Linked DNA regions of Arachis hypogaea: region 2 is linked to region 1. Evidence: chromatin contacts called from public Hi-C data. All regions are on one chromosome and are shown on one strand. The core of a region is the stretch at or near the end of the contact, and the rest is flanking DNA. Distances in the headings are between cores, read along the strand shown. Region 1 holds the start of LOC112766863 (aspartyl protease AED3). Region 2 holds the start of LOC112763204 (rho GTPase-activating protein REN1-like).

Region 1 (4,933 bases), core at 1,491-3,990:
GCGAAATGAATTTCGTTATTCACTATTTTCACTAAATAAATTTATTTAAATTAATTAAAATACAAAGTGTAGTTATTAATTATCTTAGGAGATATTTTCATTTGTAATAAAATAGATGTTAAAGTTAATTATTCAACTAAGCATTTCCATTATTCAAGTAAATTTTTTAATGTAAATAAATTTATAATTTGATGTAAATAAATTTGTAATTTAAGTGTTTGTGCTTATTTGCTTAAATAGTTTACTTATAAGCCAAATTAATTCCTAATTCGGTATTCTTATTGTTTACCAGAGACCTCGTTTACTTCTTCCGGAAAAAGTGAGTCACACACTTCCACCACCAGACTCCATTGTCCCGTACCTAAAGGAGGCCGGGTTCAAAGATGTGTTATCGCTCAGGGATTTTGTCTTCGACAACTCCCTTATCACAACATTCGTTGCGCGTTGGCGCTCAGAGACCCACACCTTCCACATGCCGTCGGGTGAGTGCACGATCACCCTCTAGGATGTCGCATATAGTTTCGGGACAACAACTCTGCAGCGCTTGCAGCTGTAAGGTCCCACATCGGTTGGGGAGGGGAACGAAGCATGCCTTATAAGGGTGTGGATATCTCTCCCTAGCATGACGCATTTTGACGAGTGAGTGTGAGGGGCTTCGGCTATCATCCCTATCGTCAAAGGAAAAATCGTGAGGCCTTGTGTGCCAAAGTGGACAATATCGTGCTAGTGGGTGGTCTGGGCTGTTACAGATGGTATCAAAGGCGGAGCCCGGATTGATGTGCCAGCGAGGGCGCTGGGCTCCCTTAGGGGGTGGATTGTAAGGTCCCACATCGATTGGGGAGGAGAACGAAGCATGCCTTAGCTTATAAGGGTGTGGATACCTCTCCCTAGCATGACGCGTTTTGACAAGTGAGTGTGGGGGGCTTCGGCTATCATCCCTATCGTCAAAGGCAAAACCGTGAGACCTTGTGTGCCAAAGCGGACAATATCGTGCTAGCGGGTGGTTTGGGCTGTTACAGCAGCAACCTCGACACCTTGTTGTAAGACTCCTCTCAGTCATCGTATATCCGTGCAATTGCCTTTTGTTTTGCCATTCAGACCTTCCTGTACGAGGGTTTGAAGTGATAGCTCTGCCTAACTGCACCTTGTAGCACTCAGATGCTGACGGACAAGTTTGATTGTATCAACGAAAAGATGACACAACAGATGAGACTGTGGTAGTCCTGCGACATTGTGGGTGCTAAACACGTGTGCACTCTTCCCTTACACACCTCCCTAGCAAAATAGAACAATAATGGTAAACATGTTCAACAAGCATAACAACGACAACTGAGAACATTGAATACAATGAATCCTTAACGTACCAGTATCCGAGATTTTTTCAAAGAGTCACACGGAGACTCCAAGGAAAACTTGCTGCATGTTGTCGGCAACTCACATGGTACTTCAACCGATCAGACTCCACCACTCGATATTTAGCACTTTTGTGAATGCTGTAATTCACACCCTATATTACTACGTTTCTGTTTTTGAATCTGTGGCCAACCTTAAAGTCCACCCCACCTTCCAAGTTGTAATCTTTCTCATCCATGTTGCCTAATGGGTTCTTCTCGTGCATCACGTCCAGATCTAACGTACCATAGTGACTGGGTACAAATGACAAGTTCGGAATTGGACATGGGGGAGGTAGAAGATACCTACGTGATGTCTCAACTAGGGTCTCTGGTACAAACTCTTCCTCATCATCATCCTCGGAGGAGCCGCTCTCGTTGCTATCCGCAACATACTCCTCATCGGACTCCTCACCGTCGACCTCTATGTCTTCCACTAGACTGACAACATGAATCGGTGGTGGTGCGAGAGGTGGGTCATCTTGGATGAAGTCTGACAACTCAGATCCACTACCACCGACGTCGCCAACCTCCGCAGAAAGCTCCATCACTTGCTCCGCCATGATTCTCCTATGGATGTCAAACATCAGGCGCACATGCTCGTCACCATGGAGCCAAAACAGACAGAACCGAAATATTCCGTTTCTCATCAGTGCTAGCAACCTATACTCTACCCTTTCAATCTCTTTTCTCCCATTCCCACCGGGCTACCTAATATCAGACTCTTCAATTCTGCCAATGAGCTTACTAGCAGGGTATGCAACAGAATGGGATTCTGATACTCAAATATTACTCCATTATCACTATTTCTCATACGGCAATTTGGATACACACTTACAACTAAGAAATTACTACTACTAGACATTTGGGCTTATTTTCAGAAGGAATAAATAGCAAAGAAGTAGTGAAATATTTGTGGAGAATACAAATGGTTGTACATCTTTTTATAACCGCTGAAAAGTTCTCTTAACGTATCTCGTTTACATTTTACACATTATAATTACCCACTTATCTCGTTTACACTATAAACAAAATTTACGTTGCATTGATTCTGCTTTATCTCGTTTACCATGTAAACGAGCTACATGTTTACTTATTTCGTTTACACTGTAAACGAGATAAGTGATGTGATGTTTTTCGGTGAAAATGTCCGTAAATGCTTATTTACGTAATTAATATATTTATTTTATTTATTTAAAAAAATTCCAAAATTATATGATCCAATTATTGTTTACATTAAAAGAATATTAGATTTTAATCAATAATAATTATTTTTTAAAAAACTAAAGGTGCTAGTTCTTAATTTTTTTCTTAAAAAGGAATCCAATAATTCAAGGATAGATACGTAAATGATCAACCACATTCCTGCCATTTGCATGTATTTAAGAACTCAACCCGCCATGCATGCACACCACCACATTCCAAGCTTCACCACTTCAACCATGGGAACTAAGTGCAAAACTATCTTATTTGAAAAAGTCCTCTTCGCAATAATAATTTACTTCATATTCTCCACAACAAACACAACCAAAGCCCTTGACACATCATGTGCTTCTCAACCCGACCTCACCATCATTCCCATCTACGGCAAATGCTCCCCATTCAAACCCACACCAGGCCCATGGCCCGACACAATCATCAACATGGCCTCCAAAGACCCAGCCCGCCTCAACTACCTCGCCTCCCTCGTGGCCCGAAAAAAGCCCATATCGTCAGCACCCATAGCTTCGGGCCAGGCCTTCAACATTGGTGGCTACGTGGTCCGGGCCCGTCTCGGCACACCTGGCCAACTCATGTTCATGGTTTTCGACACCAGCACTGACGAGGCCTGGGTCCCATGCACCGGCTGCACCAGTTGCCCGTCCACCTCCTCTCCTTTCTCCCCCACTGCCTCCGCCACCTACGGCGGCTCCATCACCTGCTCCGCCACAAAATGCTATCAGGCTCGTGGCGCACAAACATGCCCCAGAGACCCCGGCGCCACCTCCGCCTGCACCTTCAATCAGTCGTACGGCGGAGCGATGGTCTCCGCTACGCTCGTCCAGGACTCAATCTCTTTGGCAAGGGAAACAATCTCGAATTACGCTTTCGGATGCGTTAATTCTGTTTCTGGCGGGTCGATTCCAGCCCAAGGGCTTTTGGGATTGGGTCGTGGGCCCTTGTCTTTTATTTCACAGTCCCTGTCGCTCTATAAGGGCGTGTTCTCATACTGTCTTCCGAGTTTCCGATCCTACTATTTTTCCGGGTCGTTGAAACTCGGGCGTTCGGGTCAGCCCAGGAGGATCCAAACGACGCCGCTTTTGCGTAACCCACGCCGGCCCTCGCTTTACTACGTAAATCTCACCGGAGTGAGCGTGGGCCGGGTAAGGGTCCCTGTGCCACGGGAGTTTCTGGTGTTTAACCAGTACACGGGTTCGGGTACAATAATTGATTCGGGTACGGTTATAACCCGGTTCGTGCAGCCGGTTTACAATGCTATCAGGGACGAGTTTAGAAGACAGGTGAAGTAACTATCGTCCTCACACTATGAATTATTGGATATGAATCCTGGTAGAGAGCCAATAAAAATAGTTAAAATAATAAATGTTTTATACTTTAAGTTAGGAATTTTAGATTTAAAATCTTAAAAATGATAAAATCTATTTTTATGAATTTTAGATAATAAAAAATATTTTAAAAAAATATATACTAAACTTTTCTTATATTTTTATTATATAAAGTAAATGACAAATAGTCAATATCTTCAACTGCTTGTTCTCCAATTTCTCTCACATGATTTTACTTTTATTTTCTGCCTTCATTCTCCCAAAAAATATATGCCTTTGGCCTTAAAATTAAAACGTCTTAGAAAAATAAATGTCTAATATTGTTTTTAAGTGATTAAATGTGCGTTACAATTACCATTGAGTTAGGATCAAATTATATATTGATTTGACATTTGAATAATAATAATAATAATAATAATCCATATTAAAATGACACCACGAAAAAAATCCATATTGAAAAATCCTTTTTACTAAATTCCACGAAAATCTGACATTAATAAACATGTATTTGAATAAATTTATTTTTGTATATTTAAAATTTTAAATTAATATATTATATTGATTTTCATTTATCTCAAAAGTACGTCAAAACATTTTATTGATATAAAATTATAAAAATAATCTATAAGATATAGTATAAAATTGTAATCCACTAATAGATTTTGTAAAATAATTATGCGTACAAAAAATGTATTTAATGATGAGATAATTTTAACTTAAAGTTACATCTTATTTGATCCTAATATAAGATATAATATAAAATTGTAATCCACTAATAGATTTTGTAAAATAATTATGCGGACAAAAAATGTATTTAATGATGAGATAATTTTAACTTAAAAGTTACATCTTATTTGATCCTAATTTTATTATTACTTTTTTCAAGTTTTATAGTTTAACCAATATAAAATAGTTGTAGTCTAATCACGTAACTAATTACTTTTAGGCAATTACTAAAAAATCACTATAAAGATAAATGACTTTTTTTTTTGAAGC
Region 2 (4,933 bases), core at 782-3,281, 180 kb after region 1:
AGAGGGAAAAAACTTACCATGCTCCTCTATGTATCTCATGGCTTTCTCCAAAAATGATGGAGTTCCATCAGGATCTTCCAAAGCAAGTAAAACTGGACGACCCATGACTGAATATTTCTTTAGTTCTTTATCCTTCACTATTGCAAAAAGCAAAAACATCATTTGAAAGAAACAATTATGTGTATGTAGAAATAACATAAGCATACAAATCATATACTCAAATACATTAATAGTTTAACTGTAAACGAAAATAATACAAATTGAAAAAAGATAATACATTGGTCTGAAGAACTATCAAGTGAATCAAACTGATCATTCTTTAAAACACCATTTTGCCCTATCATGTCAGTTGGATTTGGTGCTTGTGCCAAAGCATTCTCAAGTGCAGTTTTCCACTCATAGAGATCTTCATTTGTTTCAGCCTACAGAATTTACAAAACAAATGTGATATATATAGAGAGAGAGTAAATATCTAGCTATTTTTAACCATTAAAAAATTAAATGTTGACAAAATTAATTATAAAAAATTTTAAAATAATTTTATATTCATAAAAGATGAATTTTGTATAACAAAATTATCAAATTGTTAAATTTAAAGCTTGACTCCGATAAATTTTTTAAAATGACCAAATTATCCTTTTATCATCCTTTTTTTTGACATAATCTTCCCTTATTCCAACTCATAAACTACTTCAAATTTTCCTAAATAAAAAATCCTACCAAAATCAGAACCAGAATTAACCCATAGAAGGTGGAATCACAGCCCATAAAAAATCTCACAAACATTGTTGCCAAAGATGTATAGAACTTGTCCCACACCTCATTCTTCAAATCAATGGCATCTTTAGTGTCCGCGAGAGAGGGAGAGAGAGCGAGCGAGAGATATAGCTTGTTCGACGGCGCGGTGGCCATGGTCCCCTCCGCCGTTGCCCTCTCATCTTCCCCTTTTTTCTCCTCTTTTTTTTTACTTATTTTTCCTTGTCCTTGCTTTCCTCTCTGTCTCTTCTTCGCTCTCTATCTCTCATCCCGTCGCCACTTTCTCTCTCTTTTTCTTTCTTACTTCCTCCACCTTCTTTGTTTTTATTTTTCTTAATCTTCTTCTTTCTGTGTTCAGCAGTGGATGTCAAAGCAAACATATGTGATTTCTTGTGATATTCTCTTTCTTGTTTTCTTTTATTAGAGTAATATTGTTGCACTCATTTGCGTGACTTTTTTCTGTACTCTTATTTTATAAAAAAAAAATGTACATCTTTTATGTTAAAATTTTTGTTTCTTTTGTTCTATGTTTCTTGTTCATACTTCTTATTTTTTGGAAGATGAAAAATTCCTCTTTTCTAAGAAGTTATTTATTGGGTTTTGAAGCAGCAGTAACCAAAGAGTTATGGAAGGAAAGAACTTGACAAGGATTCTTTTTTAAAACTATTTTATCATTATCAAAATTAAGAGGTTGAGGAAGATAGTGAAAAATAATTTAGAAATTTAATGTGTATTTTTAAACGAAATTAATTTTTTATGAATATAAAATTAGTTTAGTTTTTTTGTGGTTAATTTTATCAACACTTACATTTTTTATGATTAGAAATAATTATATACTAAAATCTTTAGTAAAAAAATTAATCATTACATGAAATTTAAAAATAAATTATTCTTGGAATACATTTTAACAATAATTTATAGTCTTCTAAAAAAAAGAAGTACCTTAAGTGTAACTGACCGTCCATCATGAACATCAGAAAATTGTACAGTCAAAAGTTTTTTATCTGGCTTGACAATAACACTGCAATATATGACAAATTATATTTTTAAAGCTTTAGAAACTTCATAAAAATAAGTGAGTTTCTGAAGAAAAATAGAATGGACAATAGTTGTTTAAAGCAAGCAAGCCAACCTGCCTGAATTGTTGAGGTCAATGCCACCAAGGGTCAAATTTACTTCATTTCCCTTTTGAGAAGCAACATTCTGTGTAAGATATAATATGATAGAAATATAATTAGAAATGTACATCTTTTCAAACCTCATAAAAAAGCGCCATGTTATTCAATTGCATGCATTTGTCTTGATGAAGTTTCTTTTATTCTGATATATAACAATGATGAAAGGCATGCAAAGTCCATTAACAAACCATATTTTTGTTCATAACAAATTTACAACTTAAATAAATAAAAGAAAGAAATGATTCATCAACCTACCAAAACAATGTAATGCTAAAAGTTTCAATTTCACCATAAGAAAAATAAAAGCTTTAATATCATGACATGAAGTATGATTTCCAAAAGTCTAAGATACTTGATAGAGGCATATAGTTCCCCAAATATCAATGGTAAGTGTCTCATGTTACCCAAAAACTTAAAGTGTCTCTTTTCTCTTGAGATCTATTTTGTCTCGCGAAAATATTATTTTGCTATCAAATGGTCTCCACTTTAGGTACTATAGGATAATAATTATTAATATTTGAGGGACCATGCATTTTGTCAGTAAATTAATTTTCTACAAGTTAAAATAGTTCTTCTATGTTTCATAATATCTTACATTTTTAAGTTTTCAAAATATTTTATATCTATGTAGCACTAGTTTCCTTTCTTTTTTTTTCTCTTTCATATTTACCCCTACTAATGATGTAATTTTAAGAAAGGGATTAAGTGTAGTATGAAATGCATTGATTTAAAATTTTCCAATATAATTGAAAATAATCTATCTATTCACATAAATTTTTACTATTTCCAAGATGTTTTTTTTCTCTATGTGTTTTTTGTTTTGTGACAGTAATTATGTATGAGAGGATATTGCCGGTTATATTATTCTAAAGTAAAGAAGTTGGTAAACGAAGTTGAAAAGGTTCTAAACTTGTACAAAGTCATCAATTACAACAAATGTTATTGTTCCAAGTTGGTAAAAGAAGTTGAAAAGAGACAAGGCAATGAAAGAATCTCGCGTATGAGAAAAAAGGTAGTGTACATGAAGGTCTACTAGTTAGCCAACACCTTGTATACATAAGAAAATGCTACTTTGATGAGCTTGGGACAATCCAAAACACCATTGTGAGTCTAGAAAACTCACTTTTAGATATCTTGCTTAGACCTACATGCCGTATATAAGGTCCAAGCCAAACCTCGATGGATGTGCAAAAAGTGTCAAGAAAGAGAAAGTACGTAGATAAGTATGAATGTCGTGCATGATATTTATGATGATAATATCATGATGAAGGAACTAATATGGATAATGATGGTCAGGTGCCAAGTTAAGATGATAAATAAGATATTGATATTTGATACTGAGATTTGTTAAGGCTTTATGATGATGTGAATATGATTATAATAATGAGGAATTATGATGTTTCTATTGACCATATGTGATTTTTCCTTTTTAAGCATAAGGTTAGTCGAGGGTACATCCCAAATAGTTTTGTTTAAGAGGTGATATGACGATCTCCCTTTAAGATAGACTTCAAGAAGTTCCGGTTGTTCCTCTTATGAAATGCACATGAAAAAAACTATATCTGGTGATAGCTACTAGATGTTGTGAGATATGACAATACAATCGACACATAAATTCATGACTGGTTTGATAGACATTTATCATATGTATTTGTGTGTATTTGATTGTAATTATTATAAATGTAACTTTATGCTAATTGATTTATATGCTCTTTGTTTGTGTTAAACTTGTATGAAATGTTAGCATTCGTTTATTGGACGGAGGTAACGAAGGTTCAGGTAGCGTCGAATCTTAGAATTGACCCTAAGCTACAATCCTATGTTGGCAAATGGAGACTAGAATGTTTAGTTGAATGGTATAGGTGAACTCCTGGGCATTTGTGACTCAAGATGCAAAAACTTGGATGCCTATGATTTCAAATATCAATATATAGCTTTTATCATTTTTCTTTACCCTACTGGTAAGCTTTAGACTTTCACTCCTGGTTAGCATTTGTTTTTATAGATGTGGATTGCATTATGTGTGTATGAACAAATATATTTGAATACTTTATTTTATTTGGATACTCTAACATAAGATCACCCACTTTGTCACATTACTATAACTATAAGATGTTAAGACCTTTAGCTTTCTTCCGTTCATGTAATTTCAAAGCTTGTCATATCATATACATTTTCCCTACATAATTAGGAGATTAAATTTTAGTTGCTTCTTGGAATCAAAGGATTCGACCATATTATTGTATTCATGTAATTAGTACTTCTGAGAGCTAAACTATTTCAAGCAATTTAACCATTATGGATATTGTTATTTCGAGTTCTAAGTTCTATTTTTGAGTTTATGAATTAAGAGATAAATGAGATTTTAAAACTAATATTTTATCTTTACTCTCAAAGTAAGAGCTCATTACAACGTAGTAAATAAATAAAAAAGATTATTACATTCAATTTCAGAAATTAAAAAAAAAGAACTTACTGGATCACTTCTAAAGAAAACAAGTGAAGTTTGTGTTAAAACAAACCACCTTTTCTTCCAGGATGTCCATCCAATACCTACACATAAAGAAATTATATACAATGTAATTTTATAATGACTTAAAAAATCTAGTCATTCTAGTATCATTAAGCATCATTATCTATAGTCAAAGACAAAATGCAATTGAATTGTAAAAAGATCAAAAGAATAAGAAGAATGAACAAAGAAAAAGCATACATGATTAGCAGTGCATTTCTATAACCGAAATTTCTATTCATCTAAGATTAGTTGGGATCATAATATTCTTTTATATATAAGGAGTATTAATTTCTTGCTTTTATTTTAGGGGTAAAATAACATGTCTCTTTGTTTAAAACTTCAACCAAAATCACTCTTTAGTATTAAAGAAAGCATTGTATATGGGCAACTTGGATGACCTTGAAAAATATTAAGTATAAATATTATATACAAGTTTTTCTTGCCTTTGAAGTTGTTACTACTATTAATCATAGTAAAATCTTAT

What was found. A called contact is a pair of places that touch in the nucleus more often than the background predicts.
Region 2: a contact with region 1 is called in a Hi-C map of leaf, with 2.2 times the contacts expected there. The contact joins the promoter of LOC112763204 here to the promoter of LOC112766863 in region 1. A contact is called at or near these places in 2 of 8 Hi-C or Micro-C datasets (both in leaf).

What each region holds. Positions count from the first base shown.
Region 1 is chr17:41,837,978-41,842,910 of arahy.Tifrunner.gnm2.J5K5, forward strand. LOC112766863 (aspartyl protease AED3) reads left to right here and starts at 2,741. Exons shown (of 2, transcript XM_025812765.3): 1 at 2,741-3,892. The coding sequence starts at 2,741.
Region 2 is chr17:42,015,058-42,019,990 of arahy.Tifrunner.gnm2.J5K5, forward strand. It overlaps LOC112763204 (rho GTPase-activating protein REN1-like), which reads right to left and starts at 2,032. Exons shown (of 20, transcript XM_072221829.1): 1 at 2,015-2,032; 2 at 1,889-1,959; 3 at 1,699-1,777; 4 at 278-422; 5 at 18-137. The coding sequence starts at 2,032. It overlaps LOC140180586 (rho GTPase-activating protein 7-like), which reads right to left. Exons shown (of 6, transcript XM_072221830.1): 5 at 4,411-4,487; 6 at 4,189-4,209. The coding sequence ends at 4,189.